Linked DNA regions of Rattus norvegicus: region 2 is linked to region 1. The links are chromatin contacts, called in public Hi-C maps. All regions are on one chromosome and are shown on one strand. The core of a region is the stretch at or near the end of the contact, and the rest is flanking DNA. Distances in the headings are between cores, read along the strand shown. Region 1 overlaps Ncam1 (neural cell adhesion molecule 1). Region 2 holds the start of Ncam1 (neural cell adhesion molecule 1).

Region 1 (3,574 bases), core at 765-3,264:
AGCCTCTTCAAGGACTCTGTAATGTGGGTGGGCAAGCCACAGATTGATTAAAAAAAAAAAACACGGCGAAGTAGTATGCTCAAGGATTAATTTATTACAGCAGGGACTAAACTGGGGACCAAGAGAGATGTAAAAAGGAGGGCAAGCCACAGAGCATCTTAACGCAATCGGTGATGTAAAGGCAAGCGTATACGAGCTGTGCTTCTGTGGGCCCAAGGGCAGTGGTTGCTGAGGATCCTGAGCCGTGAGCTGTAAGCACCACTAGACAGAGTTATCCCATTTGAGGTAACTACTGACAAGCACTGCACCGAAATTCAGTCTTCGATATTTGGAAGGTATTTTTCAAAATGCATGAAGTGAGCTTGTCATCTCACATAAACAACTTGAAAGTATCTGTGGCTGATGGTAAAAATTCAGACTTTCAAACAAAATTACTGTTTGGGGAAGCCTGCTCCTACCAGTGTGCACTTAACAGCTTTGCAACACTTAACAGGACTTTGTTGCTGGAATTGTGGTAACAATAATGCATGCAATTTAAAATTTTATATATTATAAATATTATTGCTGTCAATACATTTGTCAATGATTTGGTGAACCATTTTTTTCCCAAATACTAACAGGCAATGTTTAAAAATCATGCATAAGTTAATGGCTTATGGTGTGTGGAAACCAGTTTGCTTTAATGTAATGTAGTACAAAAAGCTCAGCTACATGATGGCTTCAGAGTCTGTATTGCAAGAGGCTTTTAAGAGAATCCCATTTGTCAAATTTTCATGTTCAAGAACACCTCTAAGATCTGTACAGTGCACCGAAATAGTCTTCACTCCATGCTTTAGTTCGGCTCTGATTGAAATGTGTCCCACAAGGAATGGGATGAAACTTAATCTTCATTAGAGTGAAGGGTAGAATTTTCATGAATTAAATTTAAATAAGGTCACCACAGTGAAGCCCCCATGGCTGAATCCTGGTGGCTTTAAAAGAAAGGGGAGTGAGGCCCAAAAACAGACAGACAGACAGAGACCCCCCACACCCATACCCACACCCCCACACACACCCACACACACAGAGAGCGAGGGAGAAAGAGACAGAAAGAGGACAGACACAGACAGACAGGGGGGGGGGTGTATTGTCTGTTTTTTACCATGAAAAACTACCTTAAGATTATGCCAGCTTGTCATGTATTCAAATAAATTGCCTTTCTTAATAATTCTCCCCAGTCTGAGCTACTGTGTATATTGTGCTATTCTTAATAGAAAACAGGGTAATGTATTTGCAGTATATCCACATGAGGATGCATTTTCCTCCTGTCTTTCAACAAGAATGGTCTACATAGAGGACTGCATGCAGAAGCAGATAAGAAAATCAAACCATCTTTTATTCAAGGCAAATATCAAAGAAACTTGCAAAAGAACTGCTAAAAAAATCTTTGCTTTGTTTGTGAAATTTTAATCATTTTCCACACAATATATTATTTGTAACATATCATGGCATTACTCTTAATTTAAAATTATTTCATAGACACTTCAGATTCCCAGTGTTAATTTCTATTAGTATCCAGCCCAGATTCAACACCATTGGCTCCCTCAGTAATTTCTAGAAAAATAAAGGGGCTTACGTCCCCCACACTAAACACTTAAGATATTGATTTTTAAAATGTCAGACTTCCAAACACCTAAGTGACAGTATATGGCTAGTAAGAGCATAATTTATCAAGAAAGTAGGAAAGAAAATCCAAACCAAACCAGTGCCACAAACAACAAAGGACAAAAGCTTTTGCTGGCAATTGTTCCAAGCAGAATAAATATGAACAAAAGGACTGTTGTAGATTTGAGATGGTGTGAGAAAAACAAGCTTGGGAAATTTTGACTTTGGGTGTGGCTATCTATCCAGCGATCTAATTTTAATCATATTTCAAACACGATTGGTATTTGACCAGTTTGAGCCACACCATCCTTTCTAGGACTCCACTGTGCCTCAAATTTGTATGAGTCTTATTTGTATGTTGTCGCTCATCTTTGTGTCTCTGCGGTTTCACTCTAGGATGACTTTGCAATGTACGCCACCAGTCCACTGAATGACAATGGTATAACTGTGATTATAACAGCAGAAGGCATGGATATCGTGGGCAAGTCTACATGTGATTGACTTCTTGCTTCCTAGGTGCACATCCCCAGGTCTAGAGAAGGGTAAGAATGGCTGTCACAGCATCCATTCTAAGCTTTCCACCTGAATGTGGCCACATTCTCCATCACCAACAATAACAAGGGCCACCAGCTTGCCACCTCTTCATACTCACATTCTATTACATTTTCGAAAGCCACAGATCCAAGACATTCTCTTCTGACTGCAGCACCATCCAGTAACCAGCTCTTGGCTTATCCTATCTCTGCCCTGTTTCCCCCTTCCATCAAGTCATCACCGTCCTAGCCTTTCCCTCCCAAACAACTTACCTCCACCTCAAACAGTCCTTTCTCTCCTCTTCCTTCTGTCTTTGGTTTCTCCTTGTCCCCTTCCCAGTACATCTCTCTGAGAGTCTTTCTGTAGCCATTCCATGTTGTCTACCTGCTTTTGTTGGTATTAGCGTCTTCTTGCATAGAGCATGTTACCCATGAGCAATCTGGCATGGTTAGCTGTCAGATATGAACTTCAAGGGCTCAGCTCTGTCTTTAGAGTCCCACCCGCAATGGCTCTGTGTGTGTGTGATGTCTGTCTGACTTGTCAAAGCTGTAGGCTTTGTCTTACACCTGACACAGAACTCTCTGGCATTCATGCCCACACTCTGCCTTGTCCCCTTTCCTCAATGACTTCCTCTCCACTAGCTACTGCATTCCAGTCACTTGATGATCATTTTTTATCTCCCCAAAACATGTTTCTCCCAGGGGTCAAGGGGTTTTCAGAAACTCTGAAATGTTTTCCACATCCTCTTCTGCCTTTCCCCAGTGCCACTTCCTGATTCCAAGCAAACACATCATTTGTTCTAACTTCAGAAACAGTTTCTACCTGATCTTCTTCACTTCTTTCCCTCTGCCCATCCTTGTATAACTAGCTCTGCCAGGGATGACTATGAAAAGTAATGTGGGGACCGCTCAGGCTCATGGGGATGTCTCCTTCAGCAAGCCTGTCCTGAGAGAAGGAGACAGGGGAGGAATGCAAGGCAGAGAAAATCTAAGAGTTCACATACCAGATGTCCAAAGGAGCACACAAGGGAGGAGCTGCTGCTAATAAATGTCAAGACTTTTGATGGAGGGAAAACACACTTAATGAGGCACCTTCTGATGGCTGTGTCCATGGATACAGAGGGTTCACACCATTTGTGAAGATGGCGCTCCATCCTCTAGTCTTGACTTCTCATGCATACAAACTTCTACTTCAGAAACCCATCATCTACAATATATTCTAAAATTGCATTTTAAAACTGGAATTCTGACTTGCAACTCATTAATGGCCACTCTCTGTTCTTCCAATTCTATGCTGGCTCTTGTGCATTTCTGAACTATCCTGTGTCACCCATACCCACGAACTCTACAGTCTACCATCAAAGCCTGCAGCCAACACCTCATCCTCTCCTGTGGCC
Region 2 (3,570 bases), core at 993-3,492, 190 kb after region 1:
GAAGGGCACGCCTCTGCCAGTCCTGGGCTTGGCGGTGGCGAGGACCCATTCCGCACGCCCTGTAAAGACACGCCCTACCACACCCCGCCACGCCCCTCCACCCTAGCGTCTAGTCCTTGGCCAGAGGGTCAGCGCAGGCGCGTCTGCTCTCTGGGACACAGCTTGGGGGCTGCTATATTCTGCACTCGCAGGCGAAGCGCTCCGGCGCAACTGTGCGCCATGGACAGGGAGCCTGAATGCTCCAAGCCGCCGTGAAAGAGGCACGAGTGGGCGAGAATGAGGTAGCTGGACCAAGAGATGTCCCAGGGCCCATCCTTCTCCATTTTATGTCCTCGAAAACTGCCGTGCAGCTAGGGGCAGTATCAGGGCGGGGTCTCTCCCAGCGGGTGGCGAGCGAGACCGTTAAGCTAGAACACCCGGAGACCATCCTGGCAGCTCGGGCGCCACCCGCGCCGCAATAAAAGCCTCTCGCGGCTTCCCGCCCAGCCAGACTCGCTCTGATTGGTCCCTGACCAGAGTTGGCTGGAGGCGGTGGCCCAGCTCTGCTCTCCTGCTGCCCACGGAGGGGGGCGCGCTGGGTGCTCCCGGGGCCGCTCTGTGCGCTCCACACCCAAGGCTTAGAGATTCTGGACTAGTACAGCCACACTGGGCAGAAACGACAGCCATGCGCGGTCTCCTCTGCCTGGCCTGCTTTCAGCTGGTGCTTGGCAGCACACGCCCCCCCGCCCCAGCTGTCGGCCCATCCCACCCAGCTCTCGGCGGTCCCAGCGCCTTTTGCTTGCCCCTCTCCCAGTCCACAGGGACGCCAAAGCACAAATCCTTGGGTGGGGTAGGGGCAGCAGCTGGAAGGGAGGGTGGGCACACAGAAGAATTTTCCAGGGAAAGCCAAGATGAAAATAGCCAAAATGCAATGCGCCCCCTTCCCGGATGCTTAGTATCTCTGGGCGGTGGCACAGCCCCCGCCACCCGCGACAGCGTCGCTACGGTCTTTCTCCAGAGCGCCCCATTGTTCACACTTTGCCAGGATTAGGAATATCACCCAGAGAAAGGAGAATAGGGAGAGGTGTTTTGGGCAACTGGCTACCTGCCATTCTTCGCTGGCACCGTGCAACCCTGGGCTCTCGGTGCGTGTAAAGGCACACGCGCGCGCGCCCGCGCGCGCGCACACACACACACACACACACACACACACACACACACACACACGCACACACACACGCACAACCAGGCAGCCCCGATCACGCCCTCCTCGCCCTCCGCCCCTCTGCACTTCCTCCTGTCAAAACGCGGCGCTGGACCCTCCCATCCCTCCGTGCTCCCGGCCGATGGCAGGCTTTGCAACTACCCAGCAATTTGGCAAATGAAAAACTAACGTCATTTGCACGGGGGTGCAGGAACGGCCACGGGGCCCTGCGGTGCTGCCCGTGGTTGCCCCATTTTGCAAACCGTTATTCGGGGCGGGGAAGAGGGGGGAGTGAGCGGAGGCTGCAAGCCTCACTTTATCACAGCCCGGGACATAACGGTGGGGGGAAAGCTGCCCCAGCCTTATTGTTCACTCTTCTCTAAGCTTGACAAACCCCTCTAGGTGGAAGATGAGCCTGGGGGCGACACCACCCGAGCAGCGCATCCCCGCCACCCGCCTTCGGGGAAGGGGAAAGCAGCGCTGCCCATAGCCGCAGCATCCTGATCCCATACCCCTGTCCCACCTCCACGGGCACACAAGTGGGAAGGGCGTGCGCGGTCGCCACCGAGCGGGGAGACAGCCGCGTCCAGCGCCGTCCCGGAGGGCACGGGTTTGGCTGGCCAAGCAAGGACGATGCGATGCGCTCCCTTCTCAGCTCAGTGAAAATGCTGTCTTTGCCTTACACACAAAACCACCCAAAAGAACCGTGCTTCTCGGGGAAAGGGAGGAAGGACAGGGGCAAGCGGACAATTAACAAACCCGATGTAGAATTTTAAAAATAAAATAAAATAAAAATGTACCTGCAGTTCCCAGGAAAAACAAAGTCCAGATGAGATCCTTAGTTCGCAGCATTGTAAACTGCCGGCTGGGAGGGATGTTCTGGCCGCGGTAAATTCAGTGCCTTCCCTTGCAAGCGACTGTGGACGGCGGCGGAGCAATGGACCGAGGAGCAGACAATTGCCAGGCTGGGTATGATTATTTTTGCAGAATTGTTTCTTGCCAGCCACTGCCGAGCTGCGTTCACGCGCTGAGCGGAGAATGAGTGACAGCCCCAGCCTCAGCACACTCGCAACTCGGAGATCCCTGCGCTGGCCCGGGTTGGCTTTGATGGAACTGGGGATGCGAGCGACGGGCGGGGGGCGGAGGTGAGAACCTCACTGTGTCCTTCCACCACGCCGACCACAAATAGTTCCTAACATCCAGGAGGTAAGAGACAGGGGAGGCAGATGCGGCCGCCTGCAAAACACGGCCTGGAGTCACCAAGGGAGCCGGGCTCTTTCACACAGAACCTTCCAGGCAGAAGCTGGGATTTCTTCTTTTCACCCTTTTCCTTCACTCAAGCCTTTGGAGATCCTTCTGCCCTCCAGCGTTCCTTAATCGGGAATTTGAACGTTTAAATAATTAGGAAAAAAAAAGAAAGAATTTTTAGATTCAGCTCGCTTTTCAAAGTTGTAGAGCCCCCCACACCCACCCCATGTAGTTACTAAAGTCCTTGCAATAGGAAGCAAATGGCTTCCTCCTTTTCTCCTTCTCCTTCTTCTCCTTTTCTTCCTCCTCCTCCTCCTCTTCTCCTCCTTTCCCTCATCCTCTTCTTCCTCTTCTTCCTCTTCTTCCTCTTCCTCCTCCTCCTCACCCTCTTCCTCCTCTTCCTCCTCTTCCTCCTAAGTGAAGGAAATTGGAAATTTGGAGAGAAATGAGGGTTGTGGAGGTTTGCTTTGTTGTTTGTTTTCTCTTACCTATGAAGTTTACCTTCCCACAGAGGGAGCAACTCACAGCAGCACAACTCAGATCTCAGAAGTGGGGGGGGGTGCGGGGGGGCAGTTAGAAGAAAATGCAGAGACATTTAGAAGTAGTATTCAGAAATTACCAGAAACTGCTTGCAAGTATTGGAATCCTCTCTTCCTCTCCCTCCACTGCTGCCCTGGCTTTTCGGTGTGTATTACGGCACAGGAGCAAGAGCAAGAATTCTCCTTCAGCAGGAGAGAGACCCCTATTCTTAAGGCTATGAAAAATCCAGTGTAACTGAGATGTCAAGGCAAAGACTTCCACTAATCAAACAGCTGTGTCTGTGAAAAGAGGGGATGAGAACAGAGTGAAATCAACACCTTTAGCACCTGAACAGGACTTGAGTTGTGCAGGAAATATAGGTGAGGGTGGCCTTGCTCAGAGAAGCGGCTCTGACAGAGGAAAGCACCACTTCATGCATAATCCCAAGCCCTGCGATTTCCTTTAAAGGGCAGGCTCCTTGAAACCCCACCTTCTGCTAGCTGCCCAATCACCACCAAGCTCTTCTTTCTGCTGTATAATGTACCTAGTAGGTACTATCATACGTTGGGGGTTCCAGGGATTCACGAGAAGTATTCTGTCTCCCAGGAATCGTTCATGTT

Evidence for each region. Hi-C and Micro-C count contacts between places; a contact is called where the count stands out from the background.
Region 2: a Hi-C map of Schwann cells shows a contact between it and region 1, with 7 times the contacts expected there. The contact joins the promoter of Ncam1 here to the enhancer-like site in region 1. A contact is called at or near these places in 4 of 12 Hi-C or Micro-C datasets (the A7r5 cell line, Schwann cells, frontal cortex and 1 more) and 1 of 1 datasets of contacts at active chromatin or transcription factors (oligodendrocytes).

What each region holds. Positions count from the first base shown.
Region 1 is chr8:58,868,462-58,872,035 of GRCr8, forward strand. All of the region lies in intron 1 of Ncam1 (neural cell adhesion molecule 1), which reads right to left. Among named protein-coding and RNA genes, the nearest start is that of Ttc12, 130 kb to the left of the region's middle. Within about 2 kb of position 2,015, at least 28 of the 93 cell types and tissues checked have an H3K27ac peak or open chromatin away from gene starts, as enhancers often do.
Region 2 is chr8:59,059,738-59,063,307 of GRCr8, forward strand. Ncam1 (neural cell adhesion molecule 1) reads right to left here and starts at 2,243. Exons shown (of 20, transcript NM_001395707.1): 1 at 1,984-2,243. The coding sequence starts at 2,035.